Linked DNA regions of Mus musculus: regions 1 and 2 are each linked to region 3. Evidence: chromatin contacts called from public HiChIP or PLAC-seq data. All regions are on one chromosome and are shown on one strand. The core of a region is the stretch at or near the end of the contact, and the rest is flanking DNA. Distances in the headings are between cores, read along the strand shown.

Region 1 (4,893 bases), core at 1,650-4,149, 88 kb before region 3:
CTCATTTTTCTGCTGCCTAGATGATTAAAAACCATGACTTAGTGGAAAAATGCTGACCTCTTCCGGGTCAGCCTCTTAAGCAGCTGCCTGAGATAAGACTGGGCTGGAAAAGACTCAGAAACACTCTTGCAAGGCTTTCTGGCTTTTCCCGGAGAAACAAAAGAGGCTGTTTTGGTGCAGGACGTGTTCTGTTGTTGTTTGTTTTTTTATTTTTTGGAGAGAGCTATGGTTCTCAGAAGCACAAATCTTTGTGATCTGATAATGAAAGAAAATCTCTGATGGAAGGGGTATATCAATTATTATAGTGATTTTTTTTTTTTTTACAAATACAATGACTTGTAAAAATAACTTTTTCTCTTTAATGGTTCCTGCTTTGAGTAGGTCACAGTGCAAAGGTCTTTGGCAAGTACCACAGTATCAGACTCTCAATGCTCAGATTGCTCCCCCACCCCCACCCCCTACGGAGGACTTAAAAGACTTGGCTGTGGAGCTTTTGGTATGAAAGCCATTGGTGGATATTGTTTTCATGACTGTGTTAGAAGGATGGCTTCACGCTTGGAGCATGGAAACTAACGCTGCATCTGAGGGGGCCATTGCAAAGAAGACATTGTTGTTTGAATTTTGTTTCTGCCCTCAAGCATTGTATTACTTCTGTGTTGGCCAAGAACTTGGACGCCATCTTGTGTGATAAGAAGGCCATTTCATTTCTCTGGAGGAGAAACTGAGCGGGGGTGGGGGGGTGGGGGGGTGGGGGAGCTTGAGAGGCCTTGACAGGGGTCATGCAGTGGATGTCAAGGGAATAATACGAATCCAGAGCCAGTGCCTTAGCCCTATGTCCTCAAAGGAATGGACATCCGGGTCCTTTAGACATCTGGGTCCAGGAGCAGCTGATTTCTAGGAATGTAGCCTCTTCCTCCTCCTCCTCCTCCTCCTCCTCCTCCTCCTCCTCCTCCTCCTTCTTCTTCTTCTTCCCCCCCCCCCTTAGGAATGTACAGCTATCTACTTTATACTGTTATCATGGAGACAGAGGCTCTGCTCTGCTATGGCTGGGCTCATCAGCACTGTCTTCCATACAACACAAGCATCGCTTTGCTAACTCATAGTAAAATCAGTTGCTCTGCTTCTGCCGGCCTGGGTTGCCCGAGTCCTTTGTGATAGTCTGTGGCTTGAGAGGTCATGTGTATCCTGGGTCTATCCTACCTAGTTCAGAATGAGATCTGAATGCTAGCTCTGCCTTTTGACCTTCAGGGTCCCGGATGCTTGCTAACCCCGGGGTGGTAGTGCTGTCTCGGTGAAGTCCTATCTGATAGAGCTTTGTAAACTAAAGAGTGCTTTCATCATCGGGGAGCCCCTGCATCACACCTCAGAGCTCATGCTTGGAAGATGCCTTATGTCCTCACCTTCAGGAAGGGGCTCAGCTCCATAAAAGCAAGTAAACGACCCCCCCCCCAACCTAGCTGATCCACTTTCCGCTCACACTCATTAGTGTGAACCCGCCACCAAGTCAACAAGGGCAAACATCAGAGCGGGTAGTGTGACAGGACATGGTGGCCAGTTTCTCCAGACCTCTCTGACCCGCCTGGGTCCAGCCCCTCCCTGGTTTGTTTTCCTTCTGGCAGCTATTACGATACATTTTATGAGCCCTTTTAAGTCTTTAATGATGCGTACTCCTGCAGCTGGCTTAAGGCTTAATCCCAAGCAATAGGCCTTTATTGGATAAATGGTTAATAATCACTGGTCTGTAGGGATTGGGACGATTTGTGAGGCCCGTGATTCTCAGAAGCCCCACGCGGGCTTCCGAGTGCATCTAGGAGATCAGACACCCTGGGAGACCTCAGATGTTCGGTGGGATAAGCATTTCTTCTGCCCTCCGAGTACAGCAAAACAGGCAAGTTTCCAGGATTTCTCCCAACGCCTGTTTCCATCCACTTGAATTTGAACAGACTGTGTGACCTTCAGTGAAGTCCCCTTTCCCCCTCTGGGGCCTGGGTTTCCTGTCTGTCAGACAGAGAGGTGGGAGGAGATGGCCTTGAAGGTGCCAAGTGTCAGTGATCTGGTGAGCCCCAGATTTCCCAGACCAGAGCTCCTCTCTCCTCTTGGGCGTGTCACTGAGGGCTATGAATGGCAAGGGACCAGCAGCTCGGTGGATTAAGTGCTTAGCTACTGGGCAAAGAATTGGGTCAGCTGTAGTCACAGGGCAGTATGTGCAAAGCAAAGCCAGACTTGGCCCCTAGTTTTATAGCCTGGCTCAGTGTTTCGGTCAGCACTGGGAAGGACCCACATAAGTGGACTGGGGCCTCTTCCACGGGACTCTGGGAGGAGATTGGAGTCTTCCAGGTGTACTGATGGCAAGAAGCCAGGACTCGCTCACAGGTGAAAAGGGAAGGCACTGTGGATGCTTTTCCCAGGCAGCTTGTGACTGGAGGCCTTGACTGGATCTGGATCTGGCTTAGACTTGGCAGTTGCGATGAGATCCAAAAGGCAGGTGACACAGGAGCATGGGAGCAAGCACACCTGAGGTTGAGCCTTAGTTCCGTCCAGGCTAGAAGGGCCTAGATGACTAGTTTGCCCAAGCCTGGGACTTTTAACATAACCCGAACAACACTTGATTTTTGACTGTGTTAGTTTAAAACGATGAACGATTTGGTTGTTTATTTCTTCTGGGCACCAATAATTATTCTGGCAGAAATGTAATGTTTTAGCGCCTGCTGTATGGTGTGGATTGCAGGCATTAACTGCTTGCTTATTCCAAAGCAAAGCCCGGCATACCGTGAGAAACGTGATCTTTTTTTATTCTTTTATCTAGAAGTAAAGCACTAGAAACAGAGTTACACCCACCCTCTTGTTCAGTGGTATGGTCCACAAAATTTTAGCTTTAGGATTGGGAAAAAAAATCTGGCTTAGAGATAGTTTTCTCTAGAACGTATTCCCCTGGATTCTGTCTTACACCCACAGTGTTTAGAAGGCAGAACATAATCCTTGGAAGACAGCCAGTGTTCTCTCTCTCTCTCTCTCTCTTTCTCTCTCTCTCTCTCTCTCTGTGTGTGTGTGTGTGTGTAAAGAAAGAAACACGTTTCTCTTTCAGATGTATATATGACCAGATGTCTGCGTTGTTCTTTAAATTTTCAGATCTTTCCGGACCCATCAGACTTTGACCGTTGCTGCAAGCTGAAGGACCGCCTGCCCTCCATAGTGGTGGAACCCACTGAAGGGGAGGTGGAAAGCGGGGAGCTCCGGTGGCCTCCTGAGGAATTCCTGGTCCAGGAGGATGAGCAAGACAACTGTGAAGAGACAACAAATGAAAAGAAGGACCAGTAGAGTCCACGCAGGCTCGCCTGGGTCATGCCAGCCAGCACACCTGAACTGTTTTTCCCATGGTGATGGAAGAAGAGAATGAGCCACAGTCATTGTGAAAATGTCAAACGAGGCTTCCGTTTTGCACCTGAAAATCACCGAGTCGGTTTTCTTTTCTTCTTCTTTTTTTTTTTTTTTTTTTTTTTTGGTTTGTTTTTAAATTCGTTGAGCAATGGAGCCCTCTGACAACTTGCAAGGCTGAGAAAGGAAGTTGCTGAGAACAGGGGTGGAGGGGGGGGTGGGGGGAAGGGGTGCTGCTTCGAAGATCCCTATCTGAACTCTAGTGCCAGAGGCAGTGCGTGCACATGTGTGTGTGTGGGGGGGGGTGCAGTTCGGGCTGAGGGGGTGAGCAAATGAGCAAGAAAGATTTTGGATTAGAAGAAGAACAACAACAACAACAAAACAAAACAAAACAAACTCTACACTTTTAAAGAGAACTACAGCCAGGAAGTGCTGCTCTTTCCAGCATTTGTCCTGGCTACTGGGGCATCTGACAACCAAGTCCTTATCTCCTGCTCTGTTGCTCACAGCCACCAGCCTTTGTTTTCATTTCAAGTGTGTTTGGTCACCCACAGAGAAGTCGGGCCAGGTAAACTGCCTAGGAAGCCAGATGGAGGGATACAGAGGAAAGGAAGACTCCACCACCATTCCCCAGATGCTTCAGGCTGTCAGAGTCCCCAGGGACCTGGGAGGCTTTAAGACATAGTACTTTTGAGTTTTTCTCCCTATTTACCCCCTTCTGCCTCCCAGTATATAAGGGGAACAGCCAGAGCACTTCCTGCCCTTGTGAGGCACTCCAAGGCTGCAGCCTGAATAGGGAGTGCCTCCTCCCACGGTGGATCTCCCAAGAATTCTTATGTAATCTCTATGGAGCAGGAGGGTAGAAGTGTCGGCTTTCTCAGGCCTGCCCTTCCTTTCTCCTTTGGCCACAGCAGTCAGGTGGACGGTCCCCAGCTATGCTGTGGCCTGTCACTGTTCATCTGACCTGCAGCAGGGCCACTCCAATGGGTTTCCCAGCCCGGCTTCCATGGGCGCTAAAAGCAGAGTGTGCTTCTTGGTTGGGAAGCTGGCTAGCGGGCTTCCATGCAGGGGCCTGGGTGGTGCCGCATTGATTCCCATGTGGGAATCAGCCCTCCAGTGGAGCAGCTGTGGCATCCAGTTTGAGACAGTAGCTGTTGTGAGATCACGGCTTCTCCTCTTGTTGCTCCTGAGCACAGGTTGGGAGAAGATACAGGGTGTGCTGGAGTATCCTTGTAGAATAGCAGCCTTTATTCCTTCCCCACTTTACCTGTCTCTGGAAAGGGCAGCAGTTGCATGGGGAAATTAACATTTGGATTTAGCTCTGATCATAGCTCAGAACCTTCTGGAATAGCGGGTTAGAGGACAGAATTTTTAGAGCAGGGCTGTTTGGTCAAGAGGTGGACTTAAAGCCTTCCTTAGGCTTCACTTAGCCAACCAAGGCACTCACAAATGTCCCCTCACGTCTCTTGTCAGTCCAGGTTGACCCCCGTCTTTGGACTCGTTTGTCTGGTTCTATTT
Region 2 (4,675 bases), core at 778-3,277, 81 kb after region 3:
ATGGTACTGTATAATATATAGTCTGAGCTGATGAGCGATAAGTGAAAAAGTGGGTTCAGACGTCACCCCAGTAGAAAATTCTAATCTGCTGCTCAATTTCAAGACCTGAGAGGACTCTTAGGCTGCAAGGACTGAAGGAGAGACTGCTGTACATGAGGACCCACGTTTCTTCTTCTTCAGTCCTTTTCCAAAGTCTCTTATATGCTATAGATCAGGCTGGCTTGGAACTCACAGAGATCTGCCTGTTTCTGCCTCTCCAATTCTGGAATTAAAGTTGTGAGCCACCACTGCCTAGCCCCCCCCCCCTTTTTTGTGTCTTAAATAACTACAGACTGGGGAAAGAAAAGTACTCTGATTTATTTTTATGTTGAGAAATGTTGGTTAAAGGATCTAAGTTGAGGGGGCTATCCTGGAGTCTCGGGTATCCATCTTTCTTCACTACTCTCCTTTAATCCATTAGAACAAAAGAGGAATCTCTAGTAGAGGGAAGGCTATGTATAGACTCTTTAAATCCTCAGAGAACTCACAGCGGTGCATTCTTGAGAGGTTCTGGGGGATCCCCATGTTAAGTTCAAAACAATGACAAGCCTTAAAATTCCTAAGATTTTCCCAGAACTCTTGAGTTTAGAGACAAAAGTGAGGTCCGTTCAACCTCTGAGGGATAACTGCATTTTTGTGCTGCTTTTTTTCCTTCGTTGTATTTTCTGTTTTCTAATACAATTGTGGCACATCTCAAACACTTAAGTATTGAATAAAGGTAAAGGAGAGGTAACGCTGGCTCTGAGCGCGAAGGCACCTTGCATTTGTTTTTTAAAATTTAGAGTCTTGCAGAGGCAGTCTCCTGGCTCTGTTATGGGGACTGCTGGGACTACAGGCATGTACTACCACACAAGGCTACCCTGAACTTAAAAATTCATTTCTCTCTGTTTCATGTTAAATAAACAGATTAAATGAATAAACATAAATGAAAAGCTGTTGAAAGGCTCTGTCGGCTATGTGTGGACATTTCATATTTTTAAAGATGTCTATTATCTGTTAAAAGTCAGCAAGAAGGTATTGTGCAGGGGAAACGCAAAGAGGTTAAATTAACCAGTCTCTAGCATCCAGGTGCTTAGTCTGGTAGGTTTGGAGCCAGATCCAACACTGTAGAAAGGCACAAAGACCTTTCCAAAAGAGTGTCCTACAAAACCAAACCAAACCAAACCAAACTTAAAAAAAAAAAAAAAAACCCAAAAAACCAACAAACAGAAAAAAAAAAAAAAACCAAAAAAACCAACAAACAGAAAAAAAAAAAAAACCCAAAAAACCAAACAACAACAACAACAACGACAAAAACCCGACAGCAACATAAAAACTGATTGGGCCATCCAGAAGAGGAAACGTTGAGACTTGAGCAAACACTGCGAATTAGCAACAGTTGCGCACCACAGAACCTGGAGTTGCTTTTTGACTTGGGGCAAGAAAATAACGCTTGTCATTTAGTGTCTCTGCGTTTTCCATCCTGCAACTTTAGGGGTTGAATGAAGGTGCGTTTAGTTTTACACCATCAGGAACCTGGCTCTAGAACTGACTGCGTGATCATTTGCTCTTTACATGAGGCAAGAAAGTAAGAGTTGTAAATGATTGCCTCCGATTTATTTTCCATGAGGTAACCTCAGGCGTTGAAGGTGTCTTGAGTTTTGTGCCAGCAGAAACTCAGGCTCTAGAATTGGCTGGATACTAAATTGCCCTTTGATTCCTGACGTAAACGTTAGGCTTGCAAATGAGTGCTCTAGCTTTGCCATCCCCCTACGCAACCACTAGATTCCCCGGAGACCACCGCTTGAGTTCTCATTTTTGGTTTCTTGCTCCTCTACCCCTACCAGCTTTGGCAGGCATCTGCGCCTGGCCACACTGATCTGGGGCGCGGTTCCTTTAAAGGAGCTTAGACGACGCCCGGGGTCTCTCCCCACTGCGGAGCAGGGGCGGAGCGCCCGGTTCAAGGGCTTCCCACGCAGCCGGAGACGCCTTGCGTCACTGCGCCAGGAGCCAATCAGGGTGGAGCCCGGAGGGACGCATTACTAAGGCGACGGGGCTCGACGCCTCCCCGCTTCGGGATGAATTAGCGGCGGGTTCTTCTCCCAGGTTGTGACCCCCGTGGAGTCGCTGTCTCGCCCCAGTGTCCCCGCGACGTCGCGCGTTTCCCCCGGTGTGTCCCAGGTGCGCGGCCCGCGGTGTCAGGTGTGGGCTTCGGCGCGGGAACATGGCGGCAGCCAAGGGATTTTTTTTTCCCGAGTGGGCGGATGGAGAGCTGCGGCTCGGCGGCTTTTCCCCGGAGCAGGCCTCCTCGGGTGGGCCCTGGGGGACGGACACTGGCGGGAATTGGGTGGAGGGCTTAGGGCGATCGGCTCTTGGGAGGGAGGCCGAAGCCTCCAGAGCTGATCAGGATGCGGGGGCGAGGAGCGTCGGGTGCCCCTTCTGTGCTCACCTTCCTGTCCACACCACACCTCGGTGAAACCCGGGAGCTGCCGGGTCCCCCTACACCGCCTACGGTGTGTCAGGGTCCAGATTCCAGGAGCACAAGGCTTTCCAGGGGTCGCCACGTGAACGGCCCACAAGAGAGTTTTTCAGGGTTCAAGCAGTTTGTTTCTTGCAGGTGACAGAGGTGTGCCCTAGGTCTAGGTGGCAGTGCCACAGAAAGAACGATAGGCCACATTGAAGGCTGACTTCGAGTCCAATTTTCCTTTTTATTGGCATTCGCTCTAGCTAAGGGCTGGCCTCTCATGGTCCTTGCCTCTGCCCTTGTATTGGTGCGATAACAGGCGTGCTTCACCACGCCCACCTGGCAGGTTTGGTCTCTCAGGTTGTATCTTTTTTGTTGTTCTTTTTTTGTTTGTTTTTGTTTTTGTTTTTTTTTTCGAGACAGTGTTTCTCTGTATAGTCCTGGCTGTCACTTTGTATCACTATGTAGACCAGGCTGGCCTCAAACTCAGAAATCTGCCTCTGCCTCCGAAATGCTGTGATTAAAGGCGTGCTCCACCACGCCCGGCTTCTCAAGTTGTATCTTAACATCTAAGATTATGTTTGACCAGAAGCAATAAAGACAAGGCATAAGGTGTTTCTTTGTGGTTGTGGAGCTGTTTTGTTTCCTGGTTCTTGCCTGAAGGCTTAGTCGCCTCTGATTGGATGTAGACAGAGCTGAGTTTTACATTCAGTTAAGTCCAAGGAAAGTATTGAAAAAGAAATTGGTGAAGGCCTTACCAAGATAAAATGCTTCCCATTCATACCCATCACGTGTTTCGGGAAAGAAACCCCCTGTCACAAAAAGTTTAAAGAGTTGGATGGGCTACTTTTTAAAATACTATTTTGATGAAAGACTTTGCAAAATTCATGTATTAAAAAATTTGTATTTGTGTATGCGAGGCTGCATGAGTTTATATTCACCACACAGTGTGGTGACACTGGAGCTGGAGTTTCAGATGGTTTTTGAGTCACCTAATGTGGGTGTGGGGAACCCAACCCTGCTCCCTTAAAAGAGGAGTAAGTGCTTTAAACCATTGAGCTATCACGCCAGGCCTTAGACTTAGGTGTTTTTGATTTAGTAAAGGAATTGAAAAGACACAGAGCACTTAGCTTCAGTCCTAATAGCTTCTGTCTCAGGGGTGCCCCGAGTATCTTGCACTGTGGTTTCCACGTGGCTTTAATTTGAGCAAATGTTCCCACCAGGTCTAAAGAGGTTGGCTCCTGCATACGTTAGGAGGGACTCTTTCAAACTGAATCTGGGGAGATAGAGTCAGTTTGGCCTAGGATTGAGGTTATATGTAGTGGTAACTAGGTGGCTGCTGCTTCTGCTTCTTCTTCTTTCTTTCTTTCTTTTTTATTATTATGTATTTTCCTCAATTACATTTCCAATGCTATCCCAAAAGTCCCCCCTACTCCCCCCCCACTTCCCTACCCACCCATTCCCATTTTTTTGGCCTTGGTGTTCCCCTGTACTGGGGTATATAAAGTTTGTGTGTCCAATGGGCCTCTCTTTCCAGTGATGGCCGACTAGGCCATCTTTTGATACATATGCAGCTAGAGTCAAGAGTTCCGGGGTACTGGTTAGTTCATAATGTTGTTCCACCTATAGGGTTGCAGATCCCTTTAGCTCCTTGGGCACTTTCTCTAGCTCCTCCATTGGGAGCCCTGTGATCCATCCAATAGCTGACTGTGAGCATCCACTTCTGTGTTTGCTAGGCCCCGGCATAGTCTCACAAGAGACAGCTCTATCTGGGTCCTTTCAGCAAAATCTTGCTAGTGTATGCAATGGTGTCAGCGTTTGGAAGCTGATTATGGGGTGGATCCCTGGGCTGCTTCTTCTTATTCTTGTTTTTGTTTTTCCGAGACAGGGTTTCTCTGTACAGCTCTGGCTGTCCTGGAACTCACTCTGAAGACCAGGCTGGTCTGAACTCAGAAATTCGCCTGCCTCTGCCTCCCAAGTGCTAGGATTAAAGGCATGCGCCACCACACCCAGCTAGGTTGCTTCTTAAAATGTGGTAATTATGTAACTTCTGTGAGGTGCTTTGTCTCTGAATAGAGATGACATTCATTGAGGTTTCTAAGGGAGGGGTGTTCATATAAAAGACTTAAAAACAGTATGGTAAGAATTGACGTTTATTAGTTTATTCTGCTGTGCTTGTGGCATGTCAAGGGC
Region 3 (4,336 bases), core at 1,478-3,977:
AGGCACACCGAGTCCTTTACATACAAGCTGTTCACTGGGGTGCAGGCAGAAAACAGCACTGGGTTCCAGAGAGCCTGAGCTTGTTCATGGATAGAGCCAGACCGGTAGAGACCGCCTACCCAGGACACAGTCCCTGGCCTGCCTCTAACACGGGAGCTGCCACCCTTGGCTAAGATAGCTTTTTGGTTTTTGAAATGGCTGAAGACAGAAAAAGGTGATGATTACACAGGTGTTTTGGTCACCAAGGACCTTGAAACCAGATGAACAGTGGAACAACTTTTCGTTTGTTTTGTCTAGCCTCATAGGATAAGAAAATGGCGGCACTGGGACACCGCAAAGTTGCGCAGCTGATTTTGTAGGGAGCCGGGAGTTCCCATATCCACCCCTAAGGTTTGTCTTCTCTTAATGCAATACCCAGGTCAGTAGAGGGTTTAGAGCTCTTTGTTTCAGACTCTGGATTTCAATCAGGACTGGCTTGGGAGACACTACCGGTGGCTCTTTCAAAAGGAAGAAAGAAGTTCAAATCACAGAAGTTCTGGGCATCAGAGGCTGTTAACCAAGCCCCTTCTTATGGATGGACAGACTCAAAAATCTATATAATCTAGATGGTCCCAGGCCATAGAATGGGATAGTGACAACACCAAGGGAAAGAAGGAAGGACGTGGCTTCAAACTGTGGGTGCAAGCCGGGCATGGTGGCGTACGCCTTTAATCCCAACACTCAGGAGGCAGAGGCAGGAGGATTTCTGAGTTCGAGGCCAGCCTGGTCTACAAAGTGAGTTCCAGGACAGCCAGGGCTATACAGAGAAACCCTGTCTCAAAAAAAAAAAAAAAAAAAAACAAAAAAACTAAACAACAACAACAACAAAACTGTGGGTGCTACCTGCCAGTAGTGGATCACTGAGCTCAGTAAATGAGCAATAGCCAAAAGTATTAAAGAAATGAAATTGAATCCAATAGAACATAGAGCTTATGCAAATACCCATTTCCCTGGCCCCTTTCAGTTGCATGTTTTACTCTAAGCATGCAAACCTTGTATGGAAAATAAAATGTCTCTGGGCTACAGTCAATAGCCAGCAAAAGCCACTGGACTAGGGAATTAGCATAAAGGAGGAAGGCTAGGTAAAATCCAACATTTTTGCTTCTTAACTCCAGCAAAAGAGTTTTGAAATAACCACTGTATTCATTTTTAATGCCACCAAAATGACCTCTTCCTTTGATCTCTGGCATTGACCATGATGGCTGCTTCACAGGCTGGTGGGTCCTCACTACCACATAGTACTCCTATGGGCCTGACAGAGGCCCCGAGAAGCCATCACACCAGAAAGAGGCAAAAGCCAGGTGATTCTCTCAACCCCAGAGCTATTTCCTGTATCCGACTTTCTTCCCTGTCAGATACAGGAAATACAGGGAATGAGAGCAGGCTCATGGAAACAGAGACCAGCATCCTTCATAACAGGATGTAGCAGGGGACCACACGCAGCTCTGAGTCAGGACTAATTCAGAACAGGGCTGGCTGCCTCTTCACCACTGCAGGACACTGTCACCCTTCAGAGAGCAGGAGATACCTGGAGAGGACAACAGGGATTTTCCCTGCCCTGGTCCAATAGCCAGGCCTTCTATATCCTCAGAGTCTCCACTCCAAGCACAGGCAGTGCCTAAAGAGTGGAGTGGGAAGAGAAGCAGCCCTCAGATTCCTCTATGTAGAGGTTCCCTTTGGCAAGTGTGTGCCTAGGTGCACATTCATGTGTGAGAGACAAATGGGAGAACATGAGGGGAAGAGATTTTAATCCTATAACGAAGCCCTTGAAACATATCTAGGTCATGGTCAGAAGACAATAGAAATAACGGTTGCGAAGACAGTAAGAATAAACCATTTTAGCAGACGTCATACGAAATACAGTTTTAGCAAATTAGGATCCAGAAACTCACCATGTAAGACTAGAAGAATGACTTGGCTGGGTTATGTAAAACTACTAGCACAGTTCCTTTAAGAAATTGTTCATCATGGCTGGCTAATTGTGTGGGCTCAGTACTGACTGACAGGTCATGAACGTCAGGGAGTATTAACTTGGTCTTGGGCGTTATTGGATTAAGTGAGGCTCTGCTCACAGGTGATCAGCCTGCACTGAGTTCTGCTCCCAGTTGGGGGCTGCTACAGTCACAACTTAGAACATCACTGAGAGAGTGTGGGTTCCATATCACATGTATCTCTTCCAAGTTCATATGTTGCGGGCAGAAATGATGACACATCCTGTAATCTCAGCCCTTTGGAGGCTGAGACAGGAAGATCAGGAGTTCAATACCAGCCTGGGTGGCCCAGTGAGACCTCCTCTGGACAAAAAGAAAGAAAAAGAAAATCCCACACAAGTCATGTGTTCATGTCATATGTTGATTCTGCTTGGAGGAAGACATTGGTGGGGTAGTCAGGGTTAAATTAAATCTTATTAGTGAGACACCACCTCCAATGGTGATCATATAAGGACAACAGTGTTATTACAATTTTTCTGTTGCTATGTGATGGGCCCTCTGCCATGCTATGATGAAGGAAGAAGGCCTTATGTACTGGTGCCTGGGTCTTGGACAGTCCTACCTCTGGAGCGTGAGAACGCTGTCTCTCTATTTCATAATTACACGGCTTGGAAACTTCTGCAGCAGCAGAAACAGGCTAACGGTAGATCCTGAGATTCAGTTCCAGTTTCTGTCTAAAGAACAGCCTCCTTGGGAAAGAAGTGGTTGGTTAGACAATGTGGCCAGAGCTGAAACAAATGCGTGACTCTGGGACAGATCACACTGTGCACAATCCCTTCCCTTTGAGCCAGACTTTCATGAGAAGGAAGTCTAGGAAAGAAACTCCTAGGAGAGACTTGGGTAAGCCATGAAGCATGGCCCTGAGCTCCTTTGCAGCTAAAGACACATCACAGCTACCTTGAAAGGTCAGGGCCCATTGAGTAAGACATTTCTGCATTCTAATCCCAGGACCCCTCTTAAATACTGTGTAACCTTCACCAAATCCCTTAGTGTGCTGGGCAGTTTTATGTCAACTTGACACAAGCTAACATTATCTGAAAGGGACTTTCAGCTTAACCCCACCCCCACCCCCATAGCTGGGTGATGCCTTTAATCCCAGCACTAGAAAGGCAAAGGCATGTGGATCTCTGTGAGTGTGATGCTAGCCTGGTCTACAGAGCTAATTCCAGGACAGCCAGGGCTACAGAGAGAAACCCTGTCTTGAAAAACAAACAAACAAGCAAACAAACAAACAGAAGAAGGAAAGAGAGTGAGAGAGAGTGTGTGTGTGAGAGAGAGAGAGGAAAGAAAGAAAGAAAGAAAGAGAGAGGAAGGAAGGAAAACAGATAGAGGGAGGGAGAGAAGAATAAAATACCTCTATAAGATAAAGTTGTAGTAAGCCTATAGGGCATTTTCTTAATTTGTGATCAGTAGGGGAGAGCCCAATCCATTGTAGGTGTTTCCATCCCTGGGCTGGTAGTCCTGGGTTCTATAAAAAAAAGCAGGCTGAGCAAGCCATGAGGAGCAATCCAGTAAGCAGCACCCCTCCATGACCTCTGAATCAGTTCCTGCCTTCAGGTTCCGGCCCTGCTTGAGTTCCTGCCCTGACTTCCTTTGATGATGGACAGTGTAAGCCAAATAAACCCTTTCCTCCTCAAGTTACTTTTGGTCATTGTGTTAGCACAGCAATAGTAACCATAACTAAGGTACTTAGCCTTTCTTGACTTCATTTTCTCATCTCTTCGAAGTAGGTAGTGAACTCCTGTCTTCCAGAGGATTAGAGACAATGCTGTTGGATAACGGCTAGGATCATAAACTCAGTGCTGGGTTTTGCCCTCTTTGTAAGGGTACTTGTCGACTTAGAGTTGACTCATTAGGGCAGGGAGTCCTTACCAGCTGTTCCCTTGAGCTTTCTGTGTTTGGAGAGGTATCTTGGTAGGCAGTGCTCCTAACCGAGCAAAGCCCGAGATCTCCTTCCCTCACAACCATAGCCTGGAGGGTGCTGTCTGGGCCCAGTAGACAGACTTGCTGCCACGGATCCAAAGTTATTGTGGCTTGAAAAGAATCTCCGGCATGTGTCATGTAGTCTCCCACAAGCCATGATCCATGGTGTTTTAGAGAAGCACTTTGTTCTGGGGCCAAGAGGTCACTTTATAGGAGATACCCATAGATCTCCCCATCAAGCTGTCCCCTTTAGCCCTGGCTGCTCTATTCCCTGTCCTGTCACTATCTGCTGCATGTCACAGATACAACCTGAGAGACTTGGGCCTGAGCTTGGAGAGGACTGGTTACAAGCTGTGGCTACGAGTGAGAGCATAGCTGGGAGA

What was found. HiChIP or PLAC-seq counts read pairs in DNA pulled down with a chosen protein or histone mark.
Region 1: an H3K4me3 HiChIP or PLAC-seq map of bone marrow-derived macrophages shows a contact between it and region 3, with 4 times the contacts expected there. The contact joins two enhancer-like sites. A contact is called at or near these places in 1 of 15 datasets of contacts at CTCF or cohesin (the NIH/3T3 cell line), 24 of 484 Hi-C or Micro-C datasets (the 63-12 cell line, B cells, CD4 T cells and 18 more) and 10 of 115 datasets of contacts at active chromatin or transcription factors (the 230-238 cell line, CD8 T cells, the HPC-7 cell line and 7 more).
Region 2: an H3K4me3 HiChIP or PLAC-seq map of bone marrow-derived macrophages shows a contact between it and region 3, with 2.4 times the contacts expected there. The contact joins the promoter of Lclat1 here to the enhancer-like site in region 3. A contact is called at or near these places in 2 of 39 promoter capture datasets (liver and pre-B cells), 1 of 15 datasets of contacts at CTCF or cohesin (the NIH/3T3 cell line), 17 of 484 Hi-C or Micro-C datasets (B cells, CD8 T cells, the HL-1 cell line and 10 more), 9 of 115 datasets of contacts at active chromatin or transcription factors (the 230-238 cell line, bone marrow-derived dendritic cells, bone marrow-derived macrophages and 5 more) and 1 of 9 other capture datasets (adipose tissue).

Annotation. Positions count from the first base shown.
Region 1 is chr17:72,936,127-72,941,019 of GRCm38.p6, forward strand. It overlaps Lbh (limb-bud and heart), which reads left to right. Exons shown (of 3, transcript NM_029999.4): 3 at 3,130-4,893. The coding sequence ends at 3,318. Among named protein-coding and RNA genes, the nearest start is that of Lbh, 20 kb to the left of the region's middle. Within about 2 kb of position 2,900, at least 91 of the 459 cell types and tissues checked have an H3K27ac peak or open chromatin away from gene starts, as enhancers often do. A contact at or near this core is called in bone marrow-derived macrophages, where this site is marked.
Region 2 is chr17:73,105,958-73,110,632 of GRCm38.p6, forward strand. It overlaps Lclat1 (lysocardiolipin acyltransferase 1), which reads left to right and starts at 2,028. Exons shown (of 6, transcript NM_001177967.1): 1 at 2,028-2,199.
Region 3 is chr17:73,024,629-73,028,964 of GRCm38.p6, forward strand. Gm41615 (a long non-coding RNA gene) reads right to left here. Exons shown (of 3, transcript XR_876939.3): 3 at 3,339-3,498. Among named protein-coding and RNA genes, the nearest start is that of Gm30420, 2.6 kb to the left of the region's middle. Within about 2 kb of position 2,728, at least 14 of the 459 cell types and tissues checked have an H3K27ac peak or open chromatin away from gene starts, as enhancers often do. A contact at or near this core is called in bone marrow-derived dendritic cells, bone marrow-derived macrophages and granulocyte-monocyte progenitors, where this site is marked.